Linked DNA regions of Mus musculus: region 1 is linked to region 2. Evidence: chromatin contacts called from public Hi-C data. All regions are on one chromosome and are shown on one strand. Each heading gives the region's core, a stretch centred on a gene start, on an enhancer-like site or on the middle of the called end of the contact. The rest is flanking DNA. Distances are from core to core; before and after follow the strand shown.

Region 1 (3,654 bases), core at 521-3,020, 580 kb before region 2:
AAAAATCTAAAAAGAAAGATGTTTACAGTGAGTTAAATCTCTAATCCTGCCAATACATTTCTCATACTCAACTACTCCACGTAGCAAACTCACATCACTTAATTTCCAGTCTTCATTCAACATCAGATTTTGTTCTTAACCAGGACTGGAGAAGCAGGTCTATAGTCTCAGATACTTAAGAACCTAAGAAAGGTGGGCTGTCCAAGCCTAGTTCAAGGTATAGCTTAGGAGTTAGAGCAAGTTGTCTGTTTTGGGAAAAAGACAGAGAGACAGACTGGGAGAGGGGAGCATGGGAGAAAGGAGCAGGGAGAAGGAGAGACTGCATCTCACTGAAATAGCATCTCCTACCTGGCTATGTCATAAACACGGTCTGCAATCCGACTTCCAACCTGGAAAATTTCAAGAGTCAATGGGTTAAATACACCAAGCAGGCTTAACAGAAAAGTAACTTTTTTTCCTAAGATTCAACATATGTTTCAAAACAGAAGTGTTTCCTTCTATCCCATTTGCTATTGTCCCACAGCAACTTCCTTTACAAATACTTTATTTTTTTATTATGGAAATAATAAAATACCCTGAAAACAAACGGAAGCAAATTACTTTAGAAGCAAATTTAATGAAATCAAAATTAACGATCTCCTTGGTGTGGCAGTTTATGTCTATAGTCCTTCGATTCAGGAGTAAGCAGGATTACCACAAGTCTGAGGCCAGTCTGGAATACACGGTGACTATGAGTTCCAAACCAGGATATATTAAAAAGACCCTTGTCTCGGAAACTCAAACCCAACATCAACATCGGGAGGCTGAGGCAGGTGGATTTCTATGAATTCGAGGTCAGGCTGGTATATATTACATAATAAATTAAGACAGCCAATGCTTGCAAATTAGTAAACACCAAGTCTGGAAAAGTATAGACGACCATCTCCTAAACACAACATAAAAGAAATCGTATGGTAAGTACCACCCTTCCCCGGACTGGCGTCATCCGGGATGCAGTCAACTATCCACACCTTGTACTCAGTCTCTTACAAGCTTTTCTTGAACAGAATGGAAGGACTTATTGAAGGCCTCTACACGTCCTTTTGGCCTTAGGAGTTTTGCACTTTTCCTTTTCCTAGGAGACTCGTCCCATCTCTCATCTCGGCTCAACTAATCTCTCACTTTTCGCCATAACAGCCATTCTTGACCACCGCAGTCACCAATACCGCTATCTCACTTTTTCTTCACCTTCCTTTTGCTGCAATTACATTCCCTGTCTATGTGTCTCCTACTCACTCCTAAATGATCTTGCTTTTCCCTGGAACTCAAGCAGTGTTTGCAAAGCGAATGAATGATTGCCCCGCATGCTATCGGAGCCTCTCGTGCTTCCCGGAAAATCAGAAAGGCTCTAGAGAGTGAAGCTTCTCAAGGTCACACAGTCGGGTGGGTGGGTCCGCCCTACCCGGCTCCACGCCTCCCTCCGTCGCAGCCCCACAGTCTCACCTCCTCCTTCAGGTAGTCAAATTTCATGGGGTCGGGCTGCCGGGCGGCCCAATTCTTCTGCTTCCTCTTCAATTCCCTGTCGAAGATGTTTAGGGCTCTGGGCGAGGTGCTGCCCGAAGGAGGGACACCAGAAGCGACCTCCCTGCGACTGCCGCTCGATGCAGAGACCGCTGGCCGGCCAAGCAGTGGGCAGAGGCGCAAAAGAACGACCTTTCGCAGCATCTTCAGCCCGGGCGCCACAGCAGGGCATGGTTTCTATTAGGCGCATGCGCCAACGGGACTACGACTAGCGCAGTTCCAAGGCGGAAGGTTGAAGTAGTTTGGCCCAGCTCGCGTGCCGTTAAGACGGAGCGTCTCGCGGAGGATTGTGGGAGTGCGCTCCATGTGAACTCAGACTGGGATCTGAGAAGAGTGGTGGGAAACTGTGCGGTCGCCCGTCGGGCTCTCCTTGGGATTTGTGAGTAGCCCCTATAGTCCGGTCCCTTTCTGGCCTCATTGTTCTCTTCAGAGCTGCTTCTCGAGAGAGACAGAGAACGCAGCCGAGTAACTTGCCCCGAAAGTTTGTGAGGTGGGAAGATGGTTCGGGACGAGCTGACCTGGAGCTCCCAGGCCAGAGGGTGGGTGGACTTGAGGGAGACCGGGAAGCGTTTCAAGTGCTGTCCAGTTGCTTTCGCTCCTCTGAACATCCCATGTTCGCCGTGGGCTTCCATTTCCAACATTCACACGCACTGCAGTTGGTTGAGGTGGTAGCTGTGTCGTACAGCTGTTCCAGGTGTTGTAGTATCTCTCTCTCTCTCTCTCTCTCTATTAGAATGTAAAGGGTTCTGAAGTAAAGCAACACTGTAATTCCAGTATTGAGGCCGAGAGACAGAAGTGATTGCAGTTCAAGGCTAGGCTAGCCTGTTGTGATGGCGTACAGTCTGTCGCAGGAGTGAGGGGCGTAAATACTGTCTTGTTTGGTCAGTCAGCTTTTATTCATACAGAAACTTCTGACTTTTTTGCAAAGTTGAAATCTGGAGAAATCCAACCACCAGGGACGCTTTACAAAGGAACATTAGGCATACAAACTTCTGTGAGCGTTTTTGTGTGTTTATAGCCTATCTAGGCCTTAGTCACTTTGAGAATAAAATGTTATAAAAAAGCGACATTTGGGACTGGATAGATTGCTCAGTGGTTAAGTGCACTGGCTGCTGGTCTTCAGTGGACCTAGGTTAAATTTCCAGCATCCACTTGATGGCTGACTATTGTCCAGTCAGTAAAACCAGTTCCAGGGGCTCAGAAGACCTCTTCAGGCGTCCATGGGCAGGAGGCACAGAAGTGATATGCAGACACACATGAATACTTAACACCCATACACATGGAAAAATTTATTAAGAAGAACGTGACAATTGTTAACTGTAGTTTGAGACTAATTTGGGTCTTGATAGAAACTAGGATTTATAGAAATAACACTAAGGTAAATCTGATTTGATTTTTTTTTAAATGCCCCTCATTAGTTAAGAGACAGCTTTGTAAAACCAAAAGCTTATGCAATTATGAAGTAAACATTAACAAAGAGAATGAAACAAGACTATGAAAACCCAATTAGACCAGCTGAGATTTCAGAATCTTTTGTTTTTGTCTTCCTGTGTCTGTTGCATCTGTAGATGATTACATCAGCCCACATACCCATGCACGTGTGTGCTCATATGTTTGGAAGGGTGCTTGTATATGGAGCCAGAGGTGATGGCTAGTGTCTTCCTCAATTGCTCTCCACTTTTTTTTTTTTTTTTAAGCAGAACCTCTCATTGGAACCTGAAGCTCCTCAAGTAAGCTAAGTTGGATGATTAGGGAGTGAGTCCTCTTGTCTCTGGGATTACAGGCATTCAGGGTTTGTTTGTTTGTTTGTTTGTTTGTTTTATGTGTGTGTGTTCTGGAGTATCAAATCCATGTTGTATTTGTATTACAAGCGCTTCGCTGATTCAGCCTTCTCCCCAGCATCTGTCTTTGGTTTCTTGAAACAATCTCACTAGGTAACCCAGACTGACCACCAATTCCCTATGAAACTATCTAAGATCTGGCCTCATAATAAGCATGATTCTGCCTTCAGAATCTTGGTTTTACGTGTGTGGCTCTATGCACCAAGAATAATCTTTTAATTGATGGCAAGTACAAGCTAGAACTATAAAAATT
Region 2 (3,826 bases), core at 435-2,934:
CCAAGGAACTTTAGAGATTGAGGGAGGATGAACAGTCCCCTGATGCATTAATGACAAGAAACTGAACTCTTAGATCAAGCGTAGTAACATCTCAGTTGGGAAGCATTCAGCACAAAGATCAGACAAAGAAACAAAGCAAAGCCTCCTTTGATCGAAATGCCCCTAACTCTAATTTCCTTTCAAAAACTGAGGAATCCCATAGGTCAGTCATAAGCATCTTTAGTTTGAACACGACCGCATCAGCGTATAATCACTCCCTTGAACATGAAGAGTGTCTGTCCTACAATATAATTACTTTGGACTGAGTCCATTTTGTCCCAGGCTGGGTAAAGGGTGTTTTCCTTGTGTGGCTGAGGAAGTGGAGTTCTGTAGTAACTTCTGGAGAGTGTCAAGGAAAGTCTACTGATTTCTTCTATTTATCTCCTGACTGGGTACAAGTCGTGAATTAAGGGTTGACTTTGGTCCCTTGCAAGGTGTGTCTGTATTGTGTCTTTCTTTGGAATGAGTTAGAGGTTCTCCCAGGGACAGTTTTCCAAGTCCTTTTTTTTAAGTCCAAAACCTTGATTATTTTCTTTACCCATAGGCCTGGAGTTCAAGGGCAAGGGTGGGTTTTGGGGAGGGAATCAGACAGGAGGCTTTAGAATAAACATCGTGATGCTTAGTCCATGACCCCATTTACTTCAAAGGACTGTTAAGTGCAGGCAGGGCTGAGAATACCAGAACAGAAAGGCTTCTGTAAGAGAATTGCCTTTCCTTGCTTCTCAGGCTGTTGGAGCTAACTATCACCTTCCAAACCTAGCCTTGTTTCCCATTTCCCTCCTCTAGAATTACAACCCTGCCGTCTATCGGTCACAAGGACAATCTCTGCCTCACTTATTTGCCAATCCTCACGGAGGCTGGGAGAAGGCAGCAAGTGACAGCGGACATGTAAGAAGTTGCAGGACCCATGCTTACAGGAGAATAGAGGATGAGGAATGCTGCGTACATCCTCCCAGCAGCTAGAGAAATAACTGAAATTGAAAATGGTAAAAGAAAAGAACCCGACCCTATCAACTCCCGCCTTGTTCATAGACACTGATAGTCCTGACGTGAAGAGTGATTATCTGAATTTTCACCTGGACCTTCATGGAAGGATAGCCTCGGCAGTGAATTGTTTACTGTCCGTCAGCAGAGCTCAAATTGCAAAAGACAAAAGCCCCATAGGCTTTTGAGAAAATACTTTGTCTTGGAATTAATCCTGATCAGCCAAGGTGAGTTTGTTACTTAGTAACAACTAAGGGGGAAACCGGAGACTCCCCATCAAACCTCTGCTTACTGAAATCTTAGCACCAGCTATTTTTTCCCCCTTCACTTTTTTCCAAGATGTATTCATCTGGTCCATAATGTGCAAAACTTGGCTCCACCAAGAGTCCCAGGACATCCCAGGTGTAGTTTTTAGGAATGTTGTCACTGTATACCAAGATTAACAAGACATTTCAGAGCCAGGCATTTTTATCTTTTTCTAGAGTTTTGAACCCACTTGATTGTCTTCAGGATTCGTGCTCTCCATTCTCTTGCTCAGTTCCGTGTATTGAATTGTTGTCTGTTTCTCCAAGGTTTTATACGTTGGTGTTTTAGGGTAGTGTATCTCAGTATGGCTAATGAGCCCCTGCCAAACACGCTCTAATTCATGATGCCACCTGGTGGTTAATTGAGATACTGCAGTATAACACAGTTATACTGTTAGGTTAGGAGGAGGAAGTGGGTAGGAGTGTAGGAGTTCTGATTAATGTAATAATGATAATTTTTACAATTGCCCGATCTTTAACCCAAAGGATCAGAGGTCATGTAGACAAGAGTATTCCATTTTTGAAACCCTGCACCTGCCTTCAGAACAGAGAACAGGATCCCAGGGAATTGTCCTTCCTGCGGCTAGTCCTGGGCCTTTGTTTAAAGTAGGTATCAAATAAAGGCACTCTGAGGAGAAAAATGTGACATCTAACAAGTCTGACACCATTTCAAGGATCTGCTTGCTTTAGTTTATTCAGGTGCCTTTGGCTCAGGAAACAGAGTTACGCTCGGTTAAAAGTTTTGTGGCTCAGAACTGCTGCTAAAGTAATCAAAGCCCACAGCCTCACAAAGCAAGGTAATCCGGATCAGACAGCTCCTAAATTTGAGACCCTCTGATCCTGCTGATGTGACAGTTAAGAAGGAAATATTTAACCTCTCACTAGACTTTGCTGAAGCCTTTGAGGGCCTGGCATTCCCCGTGTTTCTGGCATTACCTAGCTCATCCCCACAGGAAAGCACAGGAAGGTGGAAGTACAAAGCTTTGGCCATGGGAGAAAGTAGCAGTTACAAGAGGGCAAAGAACACTTAGAACAGAATTTTAGGCGTCTGTATGTCTCATGGTAGGTGGATAAGACGCAATCTATTGTTTTAAACCACTGACTTTTAGTGATAGTATGCTTTCTGCTAGCATACCCCGATTTGTCTAACTGGTTGAGCAGTGGGCAGAATTTTTGTTTCTTCTGGTCAGTGGGTAAGGAACTAGAAATGTTAGATATCTTGTTAAGAGCACCTCCATGCACTAATTTGGGGCCTGAAATGCCCTACTAGTTGGAGCTACACCACAGTCTCTTTGGGACAGATGTGGGCTTGGAGAGACAACTGACATGATTTGGAAAAGGGACAGGACATACGCTCTCTCATCTCATCATGTCATCTGAACCAATTTTTTAAAATCATTTAGAGACTAGAGAAGATGGCTTATCTAACATCATAGAAAAGAGTTATTTCTCAGAAAAATAATCTTAAAAGTCCATTTTTTATGCTGCTGTCATTTAGGTGAAAACTTGTAAAATCCATGAGGCTAGCCTCTTGAATACCTGAACTTTCTCCACTGTTGCTGTTACAACACACGCACATGTGCACACACACGCACACTCCTAGTTCTTTAATTTTTGAATTTAAAAATTGTATGCATGTCTTGCCTGCATGTGTGTCTGCATGCTATATTTGTCCAGGTTCAGCTGAGGCTTCAGATCCCTGAGACTGGAGGTACAGATAGTAGTAGGCCTCCAGGGGGCGCTAGGAGTTGAGCCCTGACAGGCAATCAGTACTCTTAACTGCTGAGCCATCCTTCTCTCCACCCCACTCCCTCATAGTTCATGTAAGGTTCCTTATTACTTCTGTGGCTCAGTATATTCTATTGCTTCTTTCTGAAATTGACTCCCCCACCCCCGACTATTTGTCTACAAGGCTGAATGGTGGTTATTCTACAATACTTCCCAGACATAGTCCGGCGGAGCTAATCTCTCCCAGGTACTCTACACAGTTTGTTATGTGACGATTCTTTCCACACTTTTCTTTACTCTGTGCTGCACGTGAGCTGAACTGAAACAGACATGAACTTCAGGGGGGTCCTGATTTCTGCTTCCAGAAATCTGTATCCAGGGTCTCTCCTAACACAAGAGGTTCCGTTCTTACCTTTTTCCCGCCTATATATCCTCCTGAGCCCGAGAAGCTCTTGGTGAATGTACCCATGTATACGTCAATATCTTCAGGGTCCAGTCCAAATAACTCTCTGACGCCTCGTCCCGTGGGGCCTGTACAGCCAATACTGTGAGCTTCATCAATGTACAGGTAAGCCTTGTATTTCTTCTTTAGAGCCACTATCTGGGCAAGGTTCACAATGGAACCTTCCATGCTAGCACAAAAGAAAAAAGGCTTGGTAAGTAGTGAATAGTTTTCTGGAAAGCTCCGTTAGTGTCCTTCCAGCGCACCCTAGAAAGTCAGTGTCAGGCTGCTGACAAGGAGCAGTCACACCTCTCTTCACATAGCATGT

The links. Hi-C and Micro-C count contacts between places; a contact is called where the count stands out from the background.
Region 1: a contact with region 2 is called in a Hi-C map of nephron progenitors, with 4 times the contacts expected there. The contact joins the promoter of Ndufaf5 here to the enhancer-like site in region 2. A contact is called at or near these places in 17 of 39 promoter capture datasets (the 3T3-L1 cell line, 3T3-L1-derived adipocytes, the C10 cell line and 11 more), 34 of 484 Hi-C or Micro-C datasets (the C3H10T1/2 cell line, CD4 T cells, CD8 T cells and 24 more), 6 of 115 datasets of contacts at active chromatin or transcription factors (astrocytes, bone marrow-derived macrophages, embryonic basal ganglia and 3 more) and 2 of 9 other capture datasets (adipose tissue and liver).

Annotation. Positions count from the first base shown.
Region 1 is chr2:140,168,762-140,172,415 of GRCm38.p6, reverse strand. It overlaps Ndufaf5 (NADH:ubiquinone oxidoreductase complex assembly factor 5), which reads right to left and starts at 1,770. Exons shown (of 11, transcript NM_027093.4): 1 at 1,483-1,770; 2 at 349-389. The coding sequence starts at 1,704. Esf1 (ESF1 nucleolar pre-rRNA processing protein homolog) reads left to right here and starts at 1,858. Exons shown (of 14, transcript NM_001081090.1): 1 at 1,858-1,939.
Region 2 is chr2:139,589,354-139,593,179 of GRCm38.p6, reverse strand. Sptlc3 (serine palmitoyltransferase, long chain base subunit 3) reads right to left here. Exons shown (of 12, transcript NM_001356507.1): 8 at 3,469-3,688. Among named protein-coding and RNA genes, the nearest start is that of Ism1, 87 kb to the left of the region's middle. Within about 2 kb of position 1,684, at least 6 of the 459 cell types and tissues checked have an H3K27ac peak or open chromatin away from gene starts, as enhancers often do. A contact at or near this core is called in nephron progenitors, where this site is marked.